Linked DNA regions of Oryctolagus cuniculus: all the other regions are linked to region 2. The links are chromatin contacts, called in public Hi-C and Micro-C maps. All regions are on one chromosome and are shown on one strand. The core of a region is the stretch at or near the end of the contact, and the rest is flanking DNA. Distances in the headings are between cores, read along the strand shown.

Region 1 (4,572 bases), core at 1,620-4,119, 250 kb before region 2:
TCTGCGCTGGCTCCTCTCCTGTACTGGAAGCTTCTATTTCCTTCTCCTCTTCCTCATTCATCTCATTCTTGGTATGCTTTTAATAGTTAAGACATTCTAATTGACAAGTGGTAACTGTACCAATTTATGGGCCGGAGCATGGCATTGCAGTTGAATGAGTCATTTAGAAGACTTGACATCATATAGAATGTGTTTGTCACCCACAATGGAACCAAAATAGAAATAAGTAATGGAAAAAGTCTCCAAACGCTTGGGAACGAATGAGCACATTAAAAATATTAGTTTTAATTGACATATAATTGTACATATTTCTGGGGTACCATGTGACATTTCAGTGTATTACTGATGTATAATGAACAGATCAGGGTTATTAGCATATCCATCACTTCCAACATTGAAACATTCAAAATCCTCTCTACCAGCTATTTTGAAATAGACAACTAAATGTTGTCAACCGGAGTCATTACACCGCTGCACTGTAGAATGCTGGGACTTAGCCCTCCTGTAAAAAGACCAGCTTTTATACAAGGTCAAGGTGTTTAGCTTTCACCAGTAAGTGAGAACATGTGGTTCTTGTCTGTCTGTGCTTATTTCACTTAACAGGATCATCTCCAGTTCAAACCATGTTGCCTCATCTTCGTTTTCAAGGATCCATGAGCAAGCAAGATACATAAAAACGTTTTAACTCTTCCTTAGGTGTGAGAGGAGCAGGCAGGTGGAACAAATGACACCACCTGAACCGCTTTACTCAGGGTCTTGGGTCATTTATCGTCAAGAGGGATATTTGAAGTTGATCCTTTGCAGCTTAAGTCATGCAAATTTCTATCAGTTCCTTGCAGCCAATAATTGTCTTCCATATTAAATACAAGCTGTCCACTCTACTCTGTAGTGGGACAGATAGGTTTCCTTTCATGAGATGAAAGATTAACATGGCCCTCAAATAATTCCCAAACTGAGTTTTTTTCTTTTACCAAATTTACTGATGAAAACTACTTTCCTTCCTTCAGTCACTATTTGTTGCTTTTCCTGTCCAGCTGAAGCAAGGCCTTCATCCTACAGTGTCCTAGTGCATTGGGTCATCAACAACATGGAACATCAACTGGACTGTTTTTTAAAAAAGTTTTATTTATTTATCTTATTGTATTTGAAAAGGAAAGAGAGAGGGAGAGAGAGAGAGAGAGGGAGAGAGGGAGAGAGGGAGACAGGGAGAGAGAGAGAGAGAATCTCCCATATGTTGATTCATTTCCCAAATGCCCTTGACTGCCAAGGTTGGGCCAGGCCAAAGCCAGGAACCAGGAGCTCAAACCAGGTCACCCATGTGAGTGGCATGGACTCAACCACTTACATCACTATCTTCCACATCCCAAAGTGTGCATTAGCAGGAAGCTGGAATCTAGAGCTGAGCTGGTACTCAGACCCAGGCTCTCCTGTAAGGGATGTGGATGTCTCAAGCAGCTTTTAAATATCAGCACCAAAAACTTACCCCTGAGCACTGTTTTCATGGATTTTTGTTCATGATGAGCAACCAAACTAGAAGTAGATCTAGTATTGTATCACTGGGTAAAGTTTTAGTAATTATATAGGAGTACCTCAAAAAGTAGGCGGAAAATTAAAAATAAAAAATACATTTATTTTGGTGAAAGAAAAATTGCTGAGGGGTTGGCATTGTAGTCTAATGGGTTAAGCCACTCCTTGCAATGCTGGCATTCCATATCAGAACAATGGTGTGCATGCCAGCTACTCTGCTTCTGATCCAGCTCCCTGCTAATGCACCTCAGAAGGCAGCAGGATATGGCCCAAGTACTTGGGCCCTGCCACCCATGTGAGAGACCAGGATGGAGTTCCTGGCTCCTGGCAGCCCTGACTGTTGCAGTCATTTGGGAGAGTGAACCAATGGGTAGAAGATCTTTCTGTCTGTCTGTCACTCTGCTTTTCAAATGAATTAATTAATTACTATCTTAAAATATTTTTTGAAATCCATGTATTTGGAAAAAAAGATGCAAGGGCTTTAACATATTTTGGCAGCAAAATAAATTTATCTTTTAGTTCCATTTTTAATGAACTTTAAAAAATTATATATTTTTCATTTTAAACACACACAGAGAGAGAGATAGAGAGAGAGAGAGAGACTTTATCTGCTGGTTCATGTCTGCTGGTTCATTCTCTAAATGCCTGCAGCAGCCAGAGCTGGGGCAGGATGAAGGCAGGAGCTGGGAATCTCAACCCAGGTCTCCCACAAGTGCTGCCTCTCAGGTGGATGGGAAACAGAATAACCAGGACTTGAGTCATGTGACAGCACAGGGGAAGCAGGTGTCCAAAGCAGCAACTTAACTGCTGCACCCAAAGCTTGCAGTTCCACGAAGCTTTTGAGTTTCCCACATACAGCTGGGGATAGTGTAATAATTTCACCCTACTTAGATTCATGTGCTCCAGGGAGACCTCTCCAGCTTCCAAGTAGGACTCACTCATGCTGGGACTGGGCTTCACACGCTTGCCCCTAAGAGGGCGCAGAGGGTGAGCAGCCCTGCCAAGGGGTTGCCGGACGTCTCCTTTCCCCTCTGCCCTGCCCTTTCCCCCCATTCCTTAAGTTTGCAGTTAAGTCTGAGTTCCACTGCATGATCTACAATACGGCATATAGAAAGTCGATTCTTGATTCTGTAATAAATAGAAGTCTTGTTCCAGGGAGGTAGGCCTCCCTCCTCGTGATTCCTTAGGAGTACAGGCAGGGACAGGTCACCAGCTGAGGTTCAGCTTGCACAGGCTGGCTCAGCCCCAGCAGCTGGCCTTTAACGCTTGCACACAAATCCCCAGGCACCTGCAAGCTTGCCCTGGCTCCCGCCCACACAGCAGCAGCAGCTCCCTGAGGGCCTCACTGATGACACGCATGCCTCAAGGAAGCACTTCACACATCCAAAGGAAGGAACCATCTACCTGTCTTTCCACCTGGCGTGGGGACTCCCGGGTGCTCCCCAGCCTCTGTGCAGACACACGGGCAGCTCTGCCTGTCTCTCCCTAGCTGGGTATGTGGTTCTTCAGGGCTGTGATCTTGTTCCCTTCATATTTGGTAGTGACCATTGCTTACATGATGCAGTGTGCATTTGTCATCTCAGTCAAGGGCACTCTGGGGCCAAGAGGCTGTGAAGAGCAGGGTGCACTGGCAGGGTTTGTGGGAGGCCTCCACAGCAGTCAGCCTGGGCTCAGACTTTGAGGCTGAAGGAGTTCTCAGGACTGCACCAACAATCTGGAAGCATACCTGAAAGGGATGCTCTGGTCTGTATTATGAATACTGTCTGAGAACCTTGGAAGAAGAAATGATCCAGGTCACACATTCCTCTTTCTCTTTCTTCAATCCAAGCTTGGCTTCCTTACTCAGGCAGAGGTTTGGTGGGCTAAGATACACTGCTAGGGGAAACAGGCTATGTTCTACCAAGTGAAATTATAAAACAAAGGTTGTAATTTTCAACTATAAAATTTAAATAGCTTCTCCAAATCAGTGGTGAGATTAAGCACTGAATGTTGCTGAAATACTCAGGGCCATACCATGAACATGGTACATCTCTTATCTGAAATGCTTGGCACCAGAAGTGCTTTGGATTTGCATTTTTTTCAGATTTTGGAATATTTGCACACACATTATGAGATATATAAGAGACGGGCCCCAAGTGTAACAAGACATTTGTGTATGTGTCATATCCACCTCGCAGACACAGCCTGAAGGACATTTTGAACAATACTTTGAATGCACTTGTATTTTGAGTGGGCCTCATCATAAGAGGTCAGGTGGGGGATTTTCCAGTTGTGGTTTCATAGTACATTCAAAATATTGCAGATTTTAGATTTTTGTTTGGATTATAGATTATCAACCTATGCAATATTAATAACATGGTAAAATATTAATAGTGGGTAGCATTTATTTAGAACTCTTTATGTTCTATGTTTTTTAATAATAAAACTGAGCCCTCCTCTGCACAGGGGCTGTATCTGATTAAAGTCTTTGCCCAGAATGGTACTTGGCAGATACTAGGTGCTCAATACATTTTGTTAGATAAGAAATGCAATGTTAATCACTGCTTGGCCCTGACTCAGGAATGAAAATCCTGTTTCCCTTGAAGTCTGACCCTGTAATACCAAAACTCAATATACTTCTCCAAATTGCAGGTCTCTGGTGACATTTTTAGGCTATGCCTAGAATAGGATTCCAATGTTAATCTCCAAGTTCTGTGAGTTCTATGTAAAAACTTGAGAATATTGGGGCCAGTGTTGTGGCACAGGGGTTAAGGCATCATGTGTGCTGCATTGGAAAGCAATGGAAGATGATTCAAGTGCTTGCACACCTGCCGCCCATATGGGAGACCTGGATGGAATTCCAGACTCCTGGCTTTGGCCTGCTCCAGCCCAGCCATTGCGACCATTAGGGGAGTGTACCAGTGGATAGAGGTTCTCTCTCTCTCTCTCTCTTTCTCTCCCCCCTTGCCCCTTTCAAATAAATAAATAAAAAATCTTAAAAGAGAGAACATTGTAAGATAATCTGAATATTGGAATTGGATTTAAGTTGAGCATACTGTGGCTATT
Region 2 (4,358 bases), core at 1,206-3,705:
CTTTACTATATAGCCCTTTGAGATAAATTTGAATGTTGAATTAAATAAAACCCTACCCAGAATACCACTATTGGTGCCAGTCACGCCGAAAAGAATTCACGGAGCTCTGGGACTTTCACTTATCAAAGCTTCTCTGCCTCAGCAGGTGCAATTAATGTTGAACACCTCTCAATATTTCCCAGTATTTGCCCCTTTCCCTCCTTTTGTGTTATTACTAAGGCAGTCTAAATGCCTTGACTCTCCACAGAAAGATTTTTGTGCAAGAAGCACAATTTCAGCAGCACAAGAAACACAACACCAAAGGCACACAGCAAATTTCATCCCAACTAGGCAACTCACCGAGAGGTGCTAGTATAGTCATCACAGCAAGAGTGTAGTTAAGAGAGTACTATAGGAAACATCTTCATCTATTTACCAAATCAATGGATCAGGATAGCAGCATTCGTATTTGCTGATTACTGGGGGCAGTTGCACAGAATACACATGTCAGCACACCTTTCCTGATTTTCTAACTGATCTTTGAGACCAACCTCCCATGTCTGCTTTCCAAAGTCTAAATGCTGTTTGCAGTCTCTGGAGCAGAGTTTGTTAGCAAGAAAGGGAGAACTCTGTGCTCTAACAACTTTTGGAGCAGTCAGGAAGTGGCCATCAAAGACCACCCATCACTCAAAAGCACTGGGTCACTACTTCATGCACAGCCCACAGCCAGCCCACAGCTGGCGTTCCATCAGAGAGCCCCGTCCTGAGGAGGGTGTTTCTCTTACCAGTGTGAGTTCTGATGTGTCCTTGTAGCAACCAGGGTCTGGAAAACGCCTTGCCACAGATCTTGCAGACACAAGGTAACGTGTGGGTCCGAATGTGCATCTTAAGGGCGCCCAGGCTCACATACTCCTTGTCACAGTATTTACAGCTGAATGATTTCCTAGACTGGGCGTCGCAGTGCAGCTGCTTATGTTTGGCCAGCCCAGAAAAAGTTGAATAAGTCTTATTGCATAAATTGCACTGAAACTTCTCAGCTTCAATGGCATGGGGGTCTGAGAGTTTGGATTGCAGTCTTTCCTCTTCATCGCTAATGGGGCTTTCGGAGCCGCTGTGGTCCTTGGATGAGGTGTCGGATGGAGGAGGGGGACTCACGCGCCCCAAGGAGGAGGGGTATCCGGAGAGAGGAGAGAGGCCGCTGGACAGAGGGGAGTGGAATGGTGCCGTCGTAGTCCACACGGTTATGGGGCTGTACGCTCCGGAGCTGAGGATTTCTGGTTGTGGAATGACAGGCATGGGGTAACTCTCATAGAGATATGGGGCAATGATCACTGGGGGAAAGAAAAGGAGAGAGAAGGAGATTTAGGTAAAAAAAAAATAACTGAGATAAAACATGCACACACCCACAGGCAGGAAAGATCTGACAACACAGAGAGCACTTGGTAATGAAGAAGAGAGCCTCGTTTAAGAGGACACACGCACTGGGAAAACACTGCCCTTCCACCCTGGCCACTACATGGTTACTGTGCTGGAGGCACACACAGCCTGACAGCTGCCCCCGCCAGCCCCGCACTGGGCACCCCGGGAGCGCAGCCCAGGCAGTGCCTTCCCGCCCCATCCAGGAGGAAGAACCCAGACCTTATTTCTAAAGAGCAGACACAACAGCTGTTTTCCACGGAAGGCACGAGCTATTTACATGTGTTATAACCGCCGAGAGCCAACACAGGGGGGAGGTCAGGCTGCCTTCTGAAGGAAAGAAGCTCCAAGAAGGGAAAAAAGCAACAATTGCACACTGACGTAGCTGAGTGGCTCATCTGCCACAGATCACTGTGCAAGTACCTACAAGCTCCAGAGACGGAAGCTGCCAGCGCTGAATAAAGTCTTCCCTGTCAGTTAGGAGTTTTCAAAGTTTTGAATTAAAACGAGTTCTAGGTGATCAAAAGACGCCCAGCTCTCCTTTAGAACAGTTTCCAAAGGAAACAGCTGAGACGTTAGCTCTTTTGTAATCCAGTGTTTCAGCAGGCACACCTATTTATATTTGCATATCGTTACAGTTCTAGGCAAACTTTTCATCATTATTTTTTTGTTTACCTGTGTGTGTGTCCAGTTCGCTGTAGTTCGGCTTTTTGGAGGCGTTGAAATGCTTCTTGACCAGGAAGGAGCGCGGCATCTTGCAGGCAGGTCTGGCGGGCGCCCGGCGCGGATAACGGTCCGGCGGGAGGACGCGGCCGGTCCCTACAGCATCGCGGCCGGCCGGGCTTGGGCTCGGGCCGCGCTCAGGTGCCGCGGGCGGACGGGCCGGCGCCTCTGAGGTCTCCCGGCTCCTTTACGAACTGAGCCCGTTCGGGCTGCGAGGGTTTTTTTTTCCTCTCTTTTGCAAGAAGGATCCAATCACAGCCGAGAGGCTCAGGTTTCAGCCCCGCCCCCTGGGACAGCTGTGAACAGAGGAAGAATCTGTTGTCAGACTAAATTATTCTGCTTCAAAATGGACTGTTTTTCGGTATTTCAGGGGAGAGGCGGGGAGAGGTGCTTAAATATTTCTAAGAGAGTCGATGTCCCTGCGTTAGCTCTGCCCACCGATTTCGTACTCTCCCGGAGCTCCGGGGCTCGGTCGGAGGGGCTGCGATGGCTGCCCCGAGCCGGCCTGGCGTCCAGATGTGGGCAGCGCGCAGGCGAAGGCACGCAATGTCCGCCCGAGGAAGGAAAAAGCTGGCCTGCAAGCTAGCGGGGAGCCTGGGCTTCAGGAGCGCCTGTATTTGGAAGTGGCATTTGGAGAGGGTTGCCTTGCTCAGGGAGCAAACAAAGAGCTGTTCTTGGCGTTTGCGAAAGGAAGGTGGAAGTGTGAAGACAAAAGCGCCGCGGTGTGGGGGCTCCCGGGGCTAGTCCCGGTCCGCAGCCCCGGCCGCTGCCCCAGCGCTCGGCGGCCGCTGTGCGCGGCCAGCCCTAGGCTGAGCCAGAGGCGGCGCTTTTTCTCCTGGACGTTAGGTAGTCCTGTCACCGTGTTAGCCATGGGGGCTGAGAATTGCTTTGTAGCCCCGTCGCAGGGCTGCTTCTCCGGGGAGGAGAGAATCCGCAAAGATAGAAAGGCTGGCAGAGAGGGAGGGACAATAGTTAAACTGTCATTATGGGCCGTGGAAAATTCTCGCACAAGCGCCTTTGAGAAGAGTTCGAGTACCACAAGGCTTTTTTTTTTTTTTTTTTCATGAGCGAGAAAGGCTAGCATGGATCTTTGAAGACAAATGTTTCAAGTATTTATGTACTTTCATTTGGGGCTACTTCCCTCAGAATACATTCATCATAACCCATGCCAGTATGAACCCATTTCCTGTAGTGCACCGAAAAATATACAAGGATGCCCTTAGGAGCACTACATCTATGAAGTTTTAAGGAGGTATTGGGTCACCAGCAAAAACACCTTGCTTATGAGTATGGTATTAAATCTAAAATTCCTCTAACCTGGCTCTGTTTGAAAGTAAAATATCAACCATCTTTTCAAACATTCCAGTCCATTTCACATTTTCCTTCCTACTTGTTCAAAGAATGAAGACAGAAGAAATCTGCAAGAAGACCACCCTATTCTTGTTTCTAACAGGTGCTAGAAGGGGAAAAATGTGGAAAAGAAAACAACAGTGGTGATGTCAGGACTTGGGTGAGAAGTGCATTGTCAGACGGCCTAACTGCTTAATCTTGGGGTGAGAAAACCAGACTGCTGTGTTTGTGTGTGTGTGTGTGTTGTGTACCAGGGCCATGCTCATAGGTTTCCTGAGCTGATTTCAATGAGTCCCTTTTGTGAGTCCAGCAGTCACTGTTCTAAATGTCAAGCAGAGAAAGGAATTCAGATGATTCCTTATGCTATGGGAACCTGATGGGCAGGAAATGCAAAATATGAATTCACATTAGGTGCTACCACAGTCCGTACCTGGAGTCTAAGTCGGAGTCGGGATTCCGAGCCGGCTACTTTTGTTCAGATTTAGACACCTGGTTCATTTGCACAGGAGTCCTCCTTGTCCTTCCCACACCATTTCCTGCAAAATGCATGTTATCTTAGAGACACAATACATTTGGGAAAATACAAGTAGCTGCGGACTTTTATTTCCTCCCCTACTTTCTCTCTGTATAGAGTCTATTCACAATGGAGGAGTGTTAGAGAATGTTCTGGTGTTTATTCGCTGGTAATTATAATACAAGATAACCTGCCAAAATATGTATTTTTAAAAATCTCTTTAAAAAGCTGAACAATCACTCACTATGCTTGAAAACAACCTCAGTTTGGGTTATAGAGGTTCAACCATGGAGGCCTCCTTCCCTGGCACCTGAGGTGCCCCACACGGACAGGAGGCAGGTGGTGTGGCAGCGCCTAGTGCTGCCAGGGACGGTGC
Region 3 (4,306 bases), core at 262-2,761, 140 kb before region 2:
GCCTAGAGCAGTGCCTGGCACCTGGAAGGTGCTCCACTCACTCATTCACCTCATCCCACCTACCCACTTACTCAGTTGGTCTTTTCTGAAGAAATGAAGCTGTTTTCAAGGGATGCCACAGGCAGCACTGGCTTACCTGTATGGGTGCATTCGTTGTTTCTTTGTAGACTACGTTTTCTAGGACTACTCTGAGGCTCCATTATTTTTGTTGGAAAAGCATAGTGCCGCCTTTGCGTAGTGTGAACTCTCGACAGATTGCCACTGAAGAAGAGGGAGGGGAGGAAGGCAAGGAAGAGGAGAGGAGGAGGAACAGACAGTAGGGAAGAAGGAGGGAAGGAAGGAAGGAGGGAGGGAAAGAGAAGGAGCGAGGACAGGAAAAGCAAAATCAGAGAATTTGGAGACAGTGAGAGCATGACACAGGAAGCGTTAGCTGGGTCTAGGTTCAACCTTAGCGGGCAGGAATTCTGGGCGCACGCGCTTCCAGCTGCCTTTGCTAGCTGCCCTGCCGGTGGGCAATATATGTGCCCTGCAGCCTCCCTGGGCCGGCGCGCATGCCTGGCTCCGCAATCCCTGGAGACTGGGAGTGGTCGGAGGGAGAGGCCGCGAGGAAACCTCCCTGAGTCACTATATGCAGGCTGAGGCCGGAGTGTGCTGGCGTGTCTGTGACTCCTGTCCACGGCCAAGGTAGACAGCAGCCTGACAGGCAGGCCTGCTCACAGCAGGTTGCCCTGGACTGTGTCATCCCCGCGCACCAGGCAATTTCCTTTTTGAGTCACTTCTCAACTAAGGATGAATCATATTCCACCTCCTGTTTCTGCCCCTTCTGCTTGCTGGCCCTGCAGCCTGGGGAGAGCAGGTTAGCAAAGACCACCCTTCTCCCAGAAGGAAGCCTCGTTTGCCTCCCCAGGCTGGGATTTGGAGGGTGACCCGCTGACCCCAACCCCGGAGCAGGTGGGCGGCCCTGCGTCCCTAGGGAGCTGGAGACAGCTGCTACAAGTCTATCTGTCCGCAGAGCAGGACGCTTTCCTAACCACTTTGTTGTTGTTTTTAATTTAAAATTGCAATCGTCTCATAGTGATCGTCTTTGTGTAATGGGATATATAACTGGAGCACACTTTTCTGAATGTGTTTTTCTCTGCACTTTGACAGTCAGAAGCTTGGTCTGCTGGGCTTTGGTGAGAGGAGAGACCTGAGAGGGTCATTGTGACCCCAGGGCCTTGGCACAGCTCCGGGCGCTGGCACCAGAGAAGTCAGATGCACCTAAGGCTTGGCCAGGGGTGGGGGTGGGGGGTCCGGGGAAGCGTTTTCCATTTCCTCATGGTTTTGGAAAGTCTGTACTTAGCAAGAATTCGGCTTTGAGCTGTTTCCCTTTTTTTTTTTTCCCTTGCCTCTTCTTGCTTTCATTTTTCAACTTAGAGAAACTGGTCGCAAGTTGGGTGACCACACGACGCCATGGGCTCAGGACACAGAGCCTTTGTGCGCCTCTCGGGGCGAAGGGAGGAGGAGCGCGGGCGTGGCCGCTGCAGCCGCGGGACCTTACTCATCTGCTCAGGGCTGCAGGCGCCCTGCTCCCCGCAGCCGGTCGGGACTCTGCTTTGTGCCTTCCAGAACTGTGGCCCTAGAAAAGGATATGACTCAGCAGGAGATTTAGGAGCTGGTGCCTGGCCTTCGCTTTGAGGCCAGCTCCAGGGCTCTAGGCTTTCCCTGGGGGGGGGGGGGGGGGAGTGAACGGAGAGAAGGCTTCTTCAAGTCTGCGTTCCCCAGTGCCCTTCCGGGTGCCCAGCCAGCTTCCGCACCTTGACGAGATTTCCGTCTTGAGTCTTCAACTGATTATATATTTGCAAAAATATTTTAGTAGAGTCTCATAAAGTTATTATCATTCTTTTAATTGACAAAAAAAATTGGACAGATGAGAGCATTTCAAAAAAATTCGTGGAAAATGCAATTAAGTGATAAAGTTATTTTGGTGTAGTTTTTTTTTTTTTTTTTTTAATCTATGCATGACTTTTTCCTGAAACCTTTTGAAGATCCCTCATATGTAGGATTTCAGAAAACATTTTGGCACCGAAATGAACTTACACTTGGATTCTGTTTTTTTTTTTTTTTTTTTCCCATCAACTTTCTGAAGCACCCTTGTGTTTATGGGGTACTGTGTGATTTTTCAGTACATATGTACATACGTATGTGTGTGTGTGTGTGTGTTTTAATGTTCAAATTAGGGAAAGCACATCTGTGAAGTCACTGTTGGATAAGAAAAACAGCTTCTAGTGTTGTATTCTGTTGTACTGTAGAGCGACTATGGGTAATAGAATGCATACTTTCCAAAGAGCTGGGAGCAAGGATTTTGAATGCTTCCACTACAAGGAACTGACAAGCGTCTTTCATTCAAAATGAGTAGCTTTAAGACAGCTTAGCATGTTCCCCCAGGAAGGAGGACATGGGGGACAGTGAGGGCTGCAAGTGGTAAAAACCAGGGGGTGAGAATTTCCTGCCATCAGTGATTGCTGGCTGTGTGCCCTCCCCTTGTCTGTCCTGAGTGGGGCACAGCACTGCTCAGGCCCCTTTGGTGACCATCACTGCTGGAAGACTGAAGTCCACACTGGCAGCGCAGGAGTGCACGCAGGTGCACGGTGCTCCCCACCACCCCCGTCCCGGGCGCCAAGGCACTCTGTGCTATGTCCAGTCATGTCTGCACTTCCTTGGCCTGATTTCTTTGGTGATGTGTGATTTGTCCTTCGAGCCTAAGGCTTACTCCATAATTCTTTCTAACCCCACTCCGTTTTCCAATTTTTAAAATTTTGACCAGTTTTCAAGTACCATCTGTCTACTCCACAAAACTGTCCCCAGCTCCTCAAGTCAGTATGTCTCACATCCATTGAGTCTCCTGAGGCACCTGATGTTGTCATGATCCTAAATGTCTTAGTCTGTTTGTCTGGCCCCACCGTCAAAGTGATTTGAAGGCAGAGGCCCTGCTGTGTTTGTCCTTGTTTACTCTGGTATGCCGATCCCCATCACTGTAACATTAAGAAGAACCCAGTCCATGAGGGTGGAAATGTGGGTTCAGGTTCCAATTTCCCCGGGAGTGACCCTATTGGAACAGATGGACTTTAGTTGTGGAATGAGAGCTCAGAGGCAAAGTGGACTGTAGGGCACTGAGAGAGAGGATCACAAATGACATGTGCTGTATGGCTTGGTGTCAGGGAAATAGGGCTTCAGAGGTCAAGACCGCCTTGACTGCACAGAGGATGAGGACGCTGCAGGCACCATCCAGATGGCCTGTTGGACATCGCAGGTTGCAGGCTGTCTTGCTTAGTGAGCACTTGAGCATGAGCCCGGGGTCCCGCTCACCTTGTCCAGCACCTAACTTGATTTGAGAATGACAGAATCTTGGTGCTGAAGGACCGTGGCAATGGCCTGGCTCAAGTGCCCTGCTGGCACTGAGCCCACTGGGTCCCATCCTTGCCTTGGCAGTCTGTGCTGTGGTCTTTGGAGTCATGCCTCTCCTTAGGAGCGGGCCATCTACATCAGGTCCCCTCATCAACCCCTAAACATGTGCAGAAAAAAATCTTAGGGCAGGCATGAAAAAGTCCAGCAACTTAGCAGTGAAGAAATTTTTTAAAAAAAAATCTATATAAATGGAACAAATTTTATGTATTTGATGTATACAGTTTTAAGAGCATAATGATACTTCCCACCCTAGCCTCCCCTCCCTCCCTCCATCACTTCCACTCTCCGTCTTTCTCCTTTCCTATTTTTAATTATTTAATTTCCTGATTTTAATTTTTACAGTGACCTACTTTCAATTTACTTTATAATCACAAGCTTAACCCCCACTAAATAAAGAATTCAACAAGTAGTAAGTAGAAAAACCGCTATCCCTATAATGCCAATATGCTTGATCTTCAGGGAGGATTAAAAGGCTGGGACTTGTCCATTAAGACTCAAAATACTGGAAAAGATAAGCAATCTTAATGATAGATTTCTGTAGTTATTTTAAAAATGTAATCTGCCTTGGATTCTTGGTATACAGTTAGAACGGAGTTTAATAGACGCCAGTAAACAACAATAGTGGTTCATGCAAATGCGAGTGTTTAGACGTAAAGAATTCATTCATGAGGGGTTTCTTGGCTGACAAAGAGAGATTGATGAAGAAGGAATTTCTCACTGGGAAGGTGAAGTCAGCTCATCATATCTCTACTACTTGTCTGTTGGTCTTAGAAAACCCTTATATGTCAGAGATAGCCAACTCATCAGGAAACAATAATGATAATAGGGTCCTTTTAAAAAAAAAAAAACACTGATGACA

The links. A called contact is a pair of places that touch in the nucleus more often than the background predicts.
Region 1: a Hi-C map of an unstated tissue shows a contact between it and region 2, with 3 times the contacts expected there. The contact joins the enhancer-like site here to the promoter of SNAI2 in region 2. A contact is called at or near these places in 2 of 6 Hi-C or Micro-C datasets (skin fibroblasts and an unstated tissue).
Region 3: a contact with region 2 is called in a Micro-C map of ear pinna, with 4 times the contacts expected there. The contact joins the enhancer-like site here to the promoter of SNAI2 in region 2. A contact is called at or near these places in 2 of 6 Hi-C or Micro-C datasets (ear pinna and skin fibroblasts).

Annotation. Positions count from the first base shown.
Region 1 is chr6:72,864,377-72,868,948 of mOryCun1.1, forward strand. All of the region lies in intron 1 of LOC127490566 (a long non-coding RNA gene), which reads left to right. Among named protein-coding and RNA genes, the nearest start is that of CLXN, 63 kb to the right of the region's middle. Within about 2 kb of position 2,870, at least 2 of the 8 cell types and tissues checked have an H3K27ac peak or open chromatin away from gene starts, as enhancers often do.
Region 2 is chr6:73,114,661-73,119,018 of mOryCun1.1, forward strand. SNAI2 (snail family transcriptional repressor 2) reads right to left here and starts at 2,456. Exons shown (of 3, transcript XM_002710513.5): 1 at 2,071-2,456; 2 at 765-1,310. The coding sequence starts at 2,149. It overlaps LOC103348011 (a long non-coding RNA gene), which reads left to right and starts at 2,363. Exons shown (of 3, transcript XR_007918597.2): 1 at 2,363-2,479; 2 at 3,572-3,671.
Region 3 is chr6:72,979,455-72,983,760 of mOryCun1.1, forward strand. All of the region lies in intron 4 of LOC108176498, which reads left to right. Among named protein-coding and RNA genes, the nearest start is that of CLXN, 52 kb to the left of the region's middle. Within about 2 kb of position 1,512, at least 4 of the 8 cell types and tissues checked have an H3K27ac peak or open chromatin away from gene starts, as enhancers often do. A contact at or near this core is called in ear pinna, where this site is marked.